Regions from separate parts of the Triticum aestivum genome. Here region 2 is linked to region 1. Evidence: chromatin contacts called from public Hi-C data. All regions are on one chromosome and are shown on one strand. The core of a region is the stretch at or near the end of the contact, and the rest is flanking DNA. Distances in the headings are between cores, read along the strand shown.

Region 1 (6,294 bases), core at 354-2,853:
CGTTACTCTGTTCTTCATGAACTTAGTACTCTAGATGTGGGCAGGAGTCAGTCGATGTGTGGAGTAATAGTAGTAGATGCAGGCAGGAGTCGGTCTATTTGACACGGACATGATGCCTATATTTCATAATCATTGCCTTGGACATCGTCATAACTTTGCGCTTTTCTATCAATTGCTCGACAGTAATTTGTTCACCCACCGTATTATTTGCTATCTTGAGAGAAGTCTCTAGTGAAACATATGGCCCCCGGATCTATTTTCCATCATATAAGTTTCCAATCTACTATTTTGTAATCTTTTACTTTCCGATCTATAAACCAAAAAACCTCAAAAACATTTACTTTATCTTTTGTTTAGTCTTATCTATCTTTATCGGGTCTCACTTTTGCAAGTGACCTTGAAGGGATTGACAACCCCTTTATCGCGTTGGGTGCAAAGTGTTTGATTGTTTGTGCAGGTATTGGTGATTTGTGCGTTGTCTCCTATTGGATTGATACCTTGGTTCTCTAACCGAGGAAAATATTTATCTCTACTTTGCTGCATCACCCTTTCCTCTTCAAGGAAAAAACCAACGCAAACTCAAGAAGTAGCACGCGACTTCATTGGTCTGTGTAGCAGGGGAGTGAGGTCGTGGGAACGGGCGGTTTCGCGTGGTCCGCTCGATTTCGAGAGACCGCTTGGGATGAATAATCAGGGAATATGCCATTCCCTTGAATCGGTTGGTTCCGGTTCCTTCGACGATCCAAACGAGGAATGGGTCTTCGGGAAGGACCCGACCCGTGCCGTTCCACTTGATGACAGAAACCAAACACACCCTTAATTGGCATACCAGAGATTGGCGCAAACCCTAGACTTTCTCATCATAAGACTGCTACTTTGCACTCTATTTTGTGACTTCAAGGCATCTTCTGAGCTTTAGTTTGTCAGGGTCTAACACGAAGGCCGGGGACATCGGCGGCAACAAGCGTGTGGCATCGGGGGATCGAGAAACATGCAAGATGGAACATGGGAATTGGGCATCCGTGCAAGTTCATGAGATGGTTTAGGTAGACTCTGGCAACTGGGCTGGCAAGGCGTCCCGGGCCTGTGATAAGTAAGGCTTGGTTCGAATTTTCCCATGTCTGGCTAAGTCGGTTTGACTCGGGTTGATTCAACCCTTGCCGGTTGTTGGTGCCATCCGTCACCGTTTGAAGCTTCTTGTGTCTTCTGTATCTAGTCACTTCTTCTTGCTCCTTCACAACCCCAATCCTTTTTGTTGGGTTGCATGTACGTGAATGTATATATTTATACTAATCCAGAAAAGTCAAAAAACTGTGTTTTTAATCTGGTTTTAACCGAGAAAATAGAATGAGGAAATACTTCTCAAATCGCTAGAAATTCCGATTTCCCACATTTGTAGCCCTAAGCCCCCTTGCTACGCTGCAACCATTTCGCAGCACCAACCATCAGTGACAGAATCTCACCAAAAATACCACCGCTGACAGCGAGGCCCCACCGTGCAGTTACCAGTGGCTCACCGTAGACCAGGTGCAGGCAGCCACCAACTACCACCCTCCCCCCACCTTTCCGTCCCATAATTCATTCCAATCACTCACACGCACCGACCCACACCGGAGCAAACGGCCAACAAACACCGCACGCTCGCTCGCGCGCACACCGAAGCAGTGGAAAGAGAGGAGCGGACAGAAAAGCCTGGAAAGCCAAAAAAGAATTCACCAGCACAAAGGGGAAAGGAGAGAGAGAGGCGAGGCGAGGCTAGGGTTTCGTCCAATTCCGCCATGGATTCCGGTGACGCGTGGGGCCGCTCCTCCTCCACCTCCTCCTCCGCCGCCGCCGCGAGGCGCCTGCAGTCCCGCTACGGTACGATCGATCGATCGGCTGATTTCGCCTTTTTAATTCGACGTTGGGGCTGATGCGTGATTTCGCTGTGGTCGCACGTCAGATCTGTACATGGGGTTCGACGACGCGGACGCCGGCGGGGACGAGGTGGAGGCGCGCGGGGCGGAGGCCTACAACTGCCCCTTTTGCGGCGAGGACTTCGACTTCGTCGGGCTCTGCTGCCACATCGACGACGAGCACGCCGTCGAGGCCAAGAGCGGGGTATGTCGCCTCGCCCTTTCTGATGATTCGCTTGGTCGGGTCCCGTTTGAGCCCTTGAGATAATTTTAGCCGAAATGGGACATTTTACGCCAAGTATTGTTAGGATGCGTCACGCTTGAGGACGGAAATGTTGATAATGGTGCAATTAAGGAACCCATACGTTTTAGTGGTTCGGAAAATCCATTGTTCTTGTAATTTTGATATGGAATAGGTTTACTGCTTTGTAGATTGCTGAAAAGATGAGATTCTTGAATGTTCTGCTGGAGAATTCTTGTTTGTCTGTGGTAGTTCGGGTTGGAAATGTAGAAATCAAGTTCCCTTTTGGGTGGCTGCGTTGGAACACTTTAGGAACCTGCTCCCTTGACAGAGAGTTTCTTTATGGTGTTGCTGGTTGGAATTGCGGGATGTGGTTGGCCTCTGGCGTTCCTACAGGAGTCTTTATGGCTCTTGGGAATTTTTCCTTTGGTCAGTTTGGTTTTGGAATGTAGTTCCCTTGGGTTGTAGGAGTATTAGGTATTGTTGGTTCTCGAGTTGAGTTATGCAACTAGCTGAAACAGTTTTGTGTTATGGCTGGCCAATAAGATTGTCAGTACACAGTGGAGAATATGCTCAAAGCTTAATACACTAATCCGAATCGAAGAAATAAACATCAAATGTAGGTTTGTTGAATTTAAATTTTATCATCAAATAATCATGACATCACCGAAATTCCTCACTTTCTCCTAATATTAGCAATGAAAGTGTGAAGTGGTAACTTCTCAACAACAACCATCAACTTTGGTAAAATTCTTACCATATAGCTGACTCGGTCTCAAATATAAGGTGTGCCGTTTTTTGAGATATATCTTTGACTAATCAGTTATTATTTTTGGATTAACTTATACGAAATCGGTATTATTCAAAAGTTCATTTCAACATGATTCCAACAATCTCATTTTTGAATCACACAATCCACATATGGTTGACCAATTAGATTCTTGATCAAAGATAATCTTGAGAAACATGTGCTATATTTTAGGACCGAAGAAGTATCTCAGCTAGTCAAATATATTTACTAATACTGAATTTGGAAAGAAAAGAAGTTGCTTGAATCAAGAAAATCTCGTATAGCTACAGGCCACTGCTCGCCTCCCCTGCTACACGGCCTCTGGATGCCAACGTGTTGTGCGGCACGCGATGACGAGAGAGGGGTTCAACACAGGCTAGCTGTTGGGCGGGCCATAGGCACTAAGGCCCAAGCGCCGCTTGCATTGCCCAGAACTGTGTAGGCAATGCCACACGTATTAACATGATCCCTTTTGTGATTATCTCCCATGATTGCTTTGCTTATGCATATATGCCTTTTTCCTGGAAAAATCAGAGGCTAGGCTGTCGAAGCCCACCTGATAGATTCGCTACTGGCTATACAAGTTCCTTTTTAGAATTTCTCTTTACAAAATTTTAGTTTCCTGTTCTTAGTCTCGGGCCCTCTTAGGTGCCATGTATTATTCCTCTCTTCAGTTTGAGTAATTGTTTTTCTTGTTAAGAACTCAAGTTCTAAGCTCTCTGAATTGTAGAAGATCATCCTTCTCCTTCAAAGTAGGGCGTGCATTATTAAATATGTTATGTTGTTTGAGATATAGTTGCTAGGCTAGCTATGTTCGTTAGTTGAGAGTTTGGATACATGGTTCTTGCACATTTCATTGAGTAAAAGTTGTGTACACTGATTAATTTGTGTGTGGTGCGGAGTAGAGTTATCTATAGAATAAAAAGAGTGGTACTTAACTTTTTATGGTTCGCGATTGCTACCTGGTTTTCTACATTGGGACTCACATTTACTGTTTAGGGACACTAGAGAGTTAAGTTTCTTGTTTTATTATTACACTTAGAATATAAATTAATGCGTGTTTTGCTGGGTTACCTTGAGTTTACTTGGACTGTAAGCCTAGAGAGAGTTAAACTAAAACGTACTCCCTCTGTCCTTCAAAAAACGTCTTATATTATGGGACAGAGGGAGTAGTTCATTTTTACCTGTATTAGGCATAATTGGCAGTTTAGTTTTCTTTTCTTGTAGGACTTCATTGTGACACCGTGCTCACCTTGTGTCCTTGCTTGTGTGAGCATAACTGTTTGATGAATTCAAATAATAAGCACTCATGGAATTTTATGAACTAACCTTTCAGGTATGCCCCATCTGTGCTACAAGGGTTGGGGTGGACTTGATAGGCCACTTGACAATGCAGCATGGAAGTTACTTCAAGATATCCTTTTCTTTATTCACACTGTACTGCTGCCAATGAGTACTAGTGACTTTACCATATTACAATGTGTCCTCTTCAGAATACATGGTTTCTATTGGAAGACAATTTATTCATTGCTTTCCTTAATGAAGAATACATGCAACGCAGGCGCAGAGTCCGAAAAGTATCTTCCGGGTCCCATTCTTTGCTGTCTTTGTTGAGAAAGGATTTAAGAGACGGCAGTTTGCAGTCCTTTCTTGGTGGATCATCCTATGTATCTAATCCTCCCGCTGCAGCCCCTGATCCATTTTTGCAATCTTTAATTTGTAGTTTGCCTGTGGCTGAACCATCGAAAGATTTTCGTTCCGACTCATCTGACAAAACATTTTTGCTAAATAAATTCCCAGATGAAAAGGTCGTAGAGAGGTATGTCACCTCAAGCTTTGTTCTTTCTGCTGCCTCACTCCGCTCCTTCTTTGCCACGATACTACTATCTCTGCTCAGTGGATGATAGATTTCCACATTCTACATTGTGCGCTGTCCTTGTGCATAGCCAGTACCGCTTTTTATGCCCTCTAAGCATGCATAAAATGGCAAAGCCTTGATGCCAATTAGTTTTTGTCATTGTTATCAATTGTATAGTACATTGTCTGTTATGGTTACGTGGTTGCCTTTTTGACGTATTACTTGTCCCTTTTACGCTGTTAGTATGAGCATGATTTATTCTTTAATCTGCTTGGCATCATTTGATTTTGAAGATATTTGTCCAAGAAAACACTAGCTTTAACTTAATCATGTGCCGTATATCATAATAGTCTACCCATCCGTATGTTTCATACTGATGATTAATGTTATGTGCCTTATGGTTTTTGATGATTTGTTGCTCATCAGAATTTTTAAATCATTTCTCAGTACCAAATGTAGGCAAGTTGTACCTTTTGAGTTTTGAAATGTATGTTTTGCTGTAGTTTAATAGTTCTTGTTATCAAATATTTGATTGAATGTCTGTGGTGAATTTACAGAGCTGAAACATCTCTGTCCGAGAAGGATCAGAAGGAGAGGGCTCAGAGGAGTGCATTTGCCCGTGGGCTTGTGCTTTCCACAATATTTGATGATGATACCATGTAAGGGAGATCGACTTTGATAGTGGTTGCATGACATAGTCCAGGGCGCTCAGCACAAGAGAATTTATCTAGAGCGCTGCAACCTTGTTCATGCAGCCACTGCCGCTCACAGGCGTTAACGACCAACCGGAGGTCCATCCAGTTATGAATGTATATGTATTTATGTATGCCTTGCCGAGAGCGCATCATGAGAATAGTGGAGGAAGGCCTTGTGTTGCAGCTTTCCACATGGAATAAATGGGGATACTATCCTTAGTGGCATTGTGCATATACAAAAGAGGGGCGAGCTACTCGTCATGTATTAGATTATATTCTGTTTCATCAATGTAATAAGTGTGTTGTAAACTCATCTCATCCTTAGTATGTGAGATTGCTTTGATGCTTTCTGTATATATTCGATTGTGGTACATTTGACATTTGAGGAAAGGGAATGGAGTGAATTTAACATTTCTTGCTGTTTCAGATGTAAACTGAAATGAAATAGATTGGCCAATTAGTTTCTTATCTCTTGATGGTTAGTACATCTCATACTCTTTCACCGCTTGGTTTCACGTGTTGGATCTCCATCTAATTGCAGCTTCTCTGTTATATATGCACAGGAACGAAATTCAGAGACTCGGCGACGAAGCTGTACATCTAACTGCAACTTCTCTGCTGTAGATTGAAACCTTACCTAGAAAAGCTGAACCTGATATTTACTAAAAGGGACGTGTTCACTACCAGGTCTATGCACCAGATGGAGAATGATGTGCATGGGGGCTAACTTTCAGTGGATTTGGAGGGCAAAAAATCCTTTGAAAATTCAAAAATTTCTTTGGCAGCCCTTTCAAAATGCTATACCTATTAGGTAT
Region 2 (6,964 bases), core at 3,717-6,216, 270 kb before region 1:
AGGATTTCTATAGGAAAAATTCCTTTAGAGCTCTTTGGTTGTAGGAATGGAATCATATTCCTATGGAGGAATTATTCCTATCCTCCATATTTCATAGGAAAATAAACATTAGCCTAGACTTAATGAAAAAAAATCCTATGATGTGAATCAAAGGGCATTTCCTTTTCTATTCCTACTCATAGAATTTGAGATACATGTCATCTCATTTCCTATGACTTTTCTATTCCTACGATTTTTCTACCCTATGAACCAAAGGAGGCCTAAGGATAACCAAAGGAGGCCTAAGGATGCGTGAAAAGAAAAACTGTCAGGACGTGGGCTTGATCGAGACGAACTGTCAGGACGTGGCCTTGATCGAGGGCAACAAAGCGGGGGTCGAGCGCGGGGAGATCGAGCGATACGTGGGATTAAGGGGGAATTGTGGATCACATGAAAAAAGGATGCAGTTGGAGTGGATCGTGCGAGCCTTCGGATCCAAAACGAACGCCATCCGGGTCGTCCGGATCTGTTGCAAAATTCCTGCCGTATGGATTTTAGCTTTCTCGTTTGTTTTTACTAATGTGAGGTCGACATGTCTAGGTCAATTCCAACATATTTTCATTGATGGATCATCAATCGCCACGCTGCAGTTTATTGTGGGAATATGAGGTGCTGATACAGTGATACAAGAAACAGTCGTATTCCATGATCGGGGAGGGCGGCGTTGAAGTGGTATTCCTGACCCCTTCCCGCTCTCCATGTGAACAGGACCGATTCTTTCTTTGCAAGAAGGACGAAATCGAGCTGGGTAACAGCACAGCAGGAACGACAAGTTGTAATGAGAAGAAAATCGCTGGCATCCATTCAGGAGAAACGAGATACAGGGCGACACGTCTCGTGGTTTGAGGCACAACTTGTGCTCGCCGTAGCTGGATAATACGGTTGTGTTCTGCGTGTGGCTCCCTGCTCTCAAAACAGTTGGGCAACCCTCCTTCACTCCTTCCATGATCTCCGGGCAAAGACGGAACTCTGGCAAAGACCTACACTACGCAGAGGAAGCAAGACCGGCACATGATTTAGGGTTGGGCGGCATCATCGACCCCAAAACGTGTGGTTGGGCAAGCAAAACGGAATAGTGAAACAATGCCGTCCGTCCGTCCACTTGGGAGATTTCACGATGCTGGCACGACGTGACGAGTCGCACTCCACAGACCTGGACACCGGAATCATAGGAGGCAGTATTCAAGTGCTCATTCTCTCGACGGAACAGCTGGAAGCCAGAATTATTCGATTCCACTAATTTCTTCAGACGTGCACAGCTGTAAGCTTATAGTAATCGAATAACATGGAAGACAAGCAGTTGGATGAGCAGAAATTATATACTCCTACTGCTGTATATCGCTGGAAGTAGGTGAGTTGACTGCATCAAGATGACAGACTGGACAGTGCTCTACAGCTGCAAGTGAACAGCTGGGCACAAGCTCCGGTTCAGCATCAACTACTTGTCTGCTGGACGCCGCAAAATGAAGTTTGTGATTGAACACAAGGCGACATGCAACACGGCATATGAATGAGCACGACTGGTAACAATCAACATCAACACGGGCATGGACGATCCCGTGTCAATCACCAGGATTCGGAAAGGAGCATGAATGAAGGCGAAAAAGGGGAAAAGGCCATGCACATCACTTTCTCATACAGTATTTACTTGCTGGGTCAATAACACGTGGCAGCGGCCGTAATTACACATGCTAATAAGCATCGAGTCATCACAACGCTGAAGAAGAAGAAGAAGAAAATACAAGGCAAGGCAGAAATGTCTAATGGTACAGTATGAAACAATTCTCTGACCCCCAGTCCATAACTTGCCAGATAACAAGTGCACAAATTCATGAAAAATATGCTGAATGAATAAATTAGGCCCGAAGGGCGACAAGCAGAACCGGATTTTTACCTCACCGCCCCTTGGGGTTCATGATCTGCGAGAAGACCGCGCTCGGCGTCAGCCCGTCCGAGTCGATGCTCGCGACGCTCTGGTCGCCCATGCTTAGGGAAGTTGTCGTGGTCGTGGTGGTGCTTGAATCGATTGACGGGTCATTGGGATCCTTCTTTCCAGCCATCACCAGGGGAGCGCCCTCCTCATCCGACATCCCACAGCCGAAGCTTCCGCTCTCCTCCGCGCTTTCCTGCATCTGAAGAGCAAACTCCAGGTTCCAAAGCACATCTCCCATCGAAGGGCGCTCGATGCCGTTGTCGGCAACGCACTTCTCAGCTGTCTCGGCAAACTTCTTGAAGCACTGCGGAACGATCTTTCCCTTTAGGTAGGGATCAACAATCTGATCCAGAATTCCCTTCTTCTGGCAGTGCAATGCCCATTCTGCCAGGCTGACTTCTTCCTTTGCAAGAGTGGGGTTCAAGGCAGGCCGAGCACAGAGGACCTCGAACAGCACCACGCCAAATGAATACACATCAGACTTCTCGGTGAGCTGCTGCCTGCGGAAGTATTCAGGATCTAGGTAACCGAAACTGCCCTTGACAACTGTGCTCACATGTGTGTGATCCATCGACGGCCCAGTCTTGGACAGACCAAAATCTGAAACCTTGGCGACCCATTTCTCATCCAGGAGGATGTTTGTGGTCTTCACATCACGGTGGATAATGGTGTGCTTTGCACCGGTGTGAAGGTAGTGCAGCCCACGGGCTGCACCAATGCAGATCTCCAAACGCTGCCTCCAGCTAAGCGGCGCATTCTGGGTCTTGTATAGGTGCTCACGCAGAGTTCCATGGGCCATGTGGTCATAGACCAGGATCATCTCATTCTTGTCCTCGCAGTAACCAATCAACGACACAAGATGGCGGTGGCGGAGCTTTGACAGCATTTCAATTTCAGTCTGGAACTCATGTATGCCCTGCTCAGACAAGGGGTTGCCACGCTTGATAGCCACCTTAGTTGTGCCCCCATCGATCTCTCCCTGGTAAACTTTACCGAACCCACCAACACCAAGGATCCGTGACTCGTCAAAGTTCTTCGTTGCAGCCTTGATCTCTGCAAAGGAGAAATGGCGGCACAGGTTGGATGGCAAAGATGAAGCAATACTCCCTGTAGCATGCGACTTGGCTGAGCTTGAAGTGTGTGAATTGCCATACAGCGACAACGGCAGCCAACCAGAATGGCCATCACTCATGCCGGCATCCTTGGCCACTTTCCTCCGCCTCTTGCAAATGAAGCAGCAATATCCAAGTGCAAGCACTGCCAAACCTCCAATTACTCCACCAGCAATAGGCCCGACAAGCGAACTCTTCTTCCCTTGCCCGGTATGCGCCGCTGGATCAGCACTTGGGACAGGGTTTGGCCCCGCGAGGCTCCCATTAGTAAGTTGCAGCTTGAACACCTCCATCCCATTGAGAATAGCATCATAGTACTGTGGCTTGTTCCGTATATCCGGATGAAGAGCCACCCAGAAATCCATAATCCCTGAACCCACAGTGCCGACCACGAAATCCTTGTACAATGGGGTACCGGTACTACGCGGATCCACCCACTGGAGCACATCAGCACCTTCCACGGCAGTCTGGTTGTTGAGGTAAATGTTGAACACCCGCTGATTCGGCTTATCAATTGGGGATTGTATCTCGCAGAAATGGAGCCTCACAAGGTATGTGAACCCAGCATCCACCTGCACTATCCAGGTGAGATTGTAGGCCAAGTTCACACCCTTGTCTATCCCCATTGATCGCGCCGTGGCATAGACATCCAGTGGCGCCACATATCCCGGCACACTGGGAGGGTAGGTGATTGTGACATTGGGATCGTTCGGGTACGACACCCCAGCCCCTGCACCGTAAATGTAGGGCGTGTCGTCGTCCCATGACCGAGCCCCGCCGGAGTCCTTGGAAGGGGAGATGGCCTGGCCTCCGACGTTGAGCCGGTACATGGTCTGCAGAGCAGCACCGGGGTCCATCGGGAACGGCTGGTTGTTGCCGTCACCGGTGACGAAGAACGGTGTGGCGAGGTCGAAGAGATCCGGGGAGGAGACGACCTCGATGCCGTTGATGAAGGCGTAGGCGTTGGGGCGCCCCTTCTCCGGGGTGAAGGTGAGGTCGAGGGTCGGGCCGGTGACGTTGACGGAGAACTCGCGCACGAGGTAGGCGAAGTTGAACGCCGTGGCGGTCTGGTAGGCGCTGAAGTTGGAGAGGAGCGTGACCTTGGCTGCCGGGACGGAGACGGAGAAGAAGGCGTCGGCGGCGGCGCGGCCGGAGTAGTTGGCCGGGTAGAAGTGCAGGCGGAGGAACTTGCGGCCGGGGCCGAGCGGGAAGGAGTAGGTGAAGGGCGCCGCGGAGACCCGCGCGGTGAGGTAGGGCACCTGCGGCACCGAGGGGTCCTGCGCCCCCGCGTCGGCGGAGGCGAGGTTCGGCGGCGCGTACTTGGAGCCGGCGTCGCCACGCCACTCCCGGCCGTCCGTGTCGTTGCCCTTCCCCGTGGCGCCGCAGTCGAGCAGGATGTCGTCCCGCGGCACGAAGGGGGCCCCCGAGGGCGCCGGCGCGGTCGGGTCCTGCGCCCACGCCGCGGGGACAAGCGCGGCGGCCGCGGCGGCCACGAGCAGCAGGAGCGCGCATCTCGGGCCTCCTCCCATGGCGCGACTGCGAGCTGTGTGTAGCTCGCTCTGCGTTTCGTCGCGGCTCACAGATCGCCCATCAAACGGCTCCCCCGGCGCCGATCTGGGGCGGATTTACGCGCGGGTGGGGGTTGCGAGCGGCGGCTGAGGTGGGATTTGAGGGCGGAGTGGCGGCCGCGGTGGTGGCGGTGGCGGGGGAGGAGAGAAGGGCCGGGGAGGGTGGCGTCGAGGAAGAAGGGGGGGAGAGGTTTCGGAGACTACGGGCGCGGCATTAAGCGGGGGGTCAGTGGTGGAGGGACGCGGTGCGGTGGCCAGCCGAGCTGAGGCTGCTGCTGTTGCCAAATGCAAGCTGTGAGCCAGCCGAGCCAGGGAACCCGGAACGGGGCAACGGGGTGAAGGGACCCACCAGCGACGGGGTCGGCGCAGCGCAATCAGTGCCGTCTCAGAGAAAGCGAGAGGGCGACGCGGCGGGAGGAGGAAGGCGGGCGTAGGCCCCGCTAACATGGGTTCCGGGTCGTGATGTGCACTGTCTCGTCCTCCATCCCACCATTCTTCGTACTCTCAAAAACGATATGATATTCGAAAATAAGCTCGGTGGCATTTGACCAAACATCTGTCGGGCGTGGTGATCGTCATGGACATCATCAACAGGAGGGCGGAGGTACCTGGCTGTGGACGGATCCTAGGTGGACGGCGTCGTAGTACAAGGCGAGCGGGCGCGTGGGTCGTGGTTGCGGATGTCCGGCAATGCCTGGGTGGCGATCGGCGAGGTATAGCGGCGGCATTGGAAGAGGAGGGTGTCGGTACTAAAACCGGTGGATCTCGCCTATGGGGTCCCGAGCTGTATATCTGGAACGATGGGTAACACGAGAGAAGGGACACAATGTTTTACCTAGGTTCGGACCTTCTTGAAGAGGTTAAACCCTACGTCCTGCTTTGATTATATTGCTTGCGTACTGAGTACAAGATGATCTAACTCAAGATCATATGTTGTGTTCTAAACCCTAAAGCTGGTAATCATGATTTTGTCCCTGCGGATGAAACCCCGTGGTTTATATAGACACCGGAGGTATCTAGGGTTACGTATGGCCGGTTACCAACTAGGAATAAACATGCCGACAGTCTGGTAGTACTTGAAGTACACGCCAAGTCTTCGGCAGTGTTTGTCCTGATCGCGCCTAGGTTCGAAGTTTACGGAGTCCTTCCTTGTGAGATCGGCGGGCCGTAAGCTCGACCCATGGACCGTCGGCCAACTAGGTGGGTACCCCTAGTCCGTGACACTGTCAGTAGCCCCTGAACTTGTCTTCGGAGCCGAGGACGTCAGATACATCCTCGGGCCAACGTTTCTAGTTGTAAAGTCTTTAGCTTGGCAGGCAAGTTCTTCTCTCTAGATGGCTTTCATGTAAACTCGAGATTTTCTTTACTTAAAACAATTATCGAGCTTCCACTTAATGGGATTTCCCACCGACCACATGTTTTAAGGGCCACTCTTCGGCACCTGAATTCCCGAGTTAGCTTAGCCTCAAAGGCTTGCCGCATAGCTGTGAACAGTGCTCTCGCCTGGCAGCTTTTACCGAACCATCACCCCCTACGGCGTTTAAGCGAGCCAATTATTGCAGCTCGAATCACGACCCAAGGCAACTTTCTCATTGTCACGTCCCATCAATGCAGAGACCGTGCTTCGTTTTTTATGGGATATCATCAAGAATTGTTTCACCCCATGCGTGCATAACGGCATGAAAGTCCAGAACGTGGTGATTTATCCGGCACCACGAGGGGAGTCTTAGTCTTTTGTTGGCCTATGAAAACAAGGGGCGGTAATCTTACTTTCCCATACGCTTCCATCTCTTGCGCCATTGCTCGAAGCCTCGAAAGCTCAAGCGCCCCAGATCCATTCTCAAACTTCCAAGCCCCTTTCCAGCGCCCACATCCCCCATCAGCGATGGCTATGTCGATCTGAAGGGCAAGTGGGTGGCCTCAACATCACGGAGGGCACCATCAAGGAGCTCCGGACCGCGGGTTACCACGTCGGAGCCGTTTGCCGGACACTGGAGCCCTACTCCCAAGCAAGGGGAGAGGGTAGTCTTTGTCTCCCCCTCATCCAAGGCCTGGGGTTCCCCTTGCACCCCTTTGTGAGGGGTCGTCTTCTTCTACGAGCTAGATTTTTAGCATCTAGCCCCGAACTCCATAGTGCACCTTGCGGCGTTTATCACCGTCCGCGAGGCATTCCTTCGCGTCGAGCCACACTACGGTGGGGCCATGATCAGTAAGCTCTAGAAGATGACTTGGCTAGAAGGCGTGGCAGCAAGAGTGGTTTTACATCACCGAGTTGCCCGCCGAAGGCTAGGCAGATATCCCGGTCTTCTTGG

What was found. Hi-C and Micro-C count contacts between places; a contact is called where the count stands out from the background.
Region 2: a contact with region 1 is called in a Hi-C map of leaf, with 3 times the contacts expected there. The contact joins the promoter of LOC123052957 here to the promoter of LOC123052949 in region 1. A contact is called at or near these places in 2 of 5 Hi-C or Micro-C datasets (both in leaf) and 1 of 1 datasets of contacts at active chromatin or transcription factors (leaf).

Annotation. Positions count from the first base shown.
Region 1 is chr1A:399,452,713-399,459,006 of IWGSC CS RefSeq v2.1, reverse strand. LOC123052949 (protein DEHYDRATION-INDUCED 19 homolog 2) reads left to right here and starts at 1,603. Exons shown (of 5, transcript XM_044476318.1): 1 at 1,603-1,860; 2 at 1,943-2,100; 3 at 4,263-4,340; 4 at 4,477-4,745; 5 at 5,342-5,890. The coding sequence starts at 1,779. The coding sequence ends at 5,447.
Region 2 is chr1A:399,728,224-399,735,187 of IWGSC CS RefSeq v2.1, reverse strand. It overlaps LOC123052957 (receptor-like protein kinase FERONIA), which reads right to left and starts at 4,966. Exons shown (of 1, transcript XM_044476330.1): 1 at 1,659-4,966. The coding sequence starts at 4,613. The coding sequence ends at 1,935.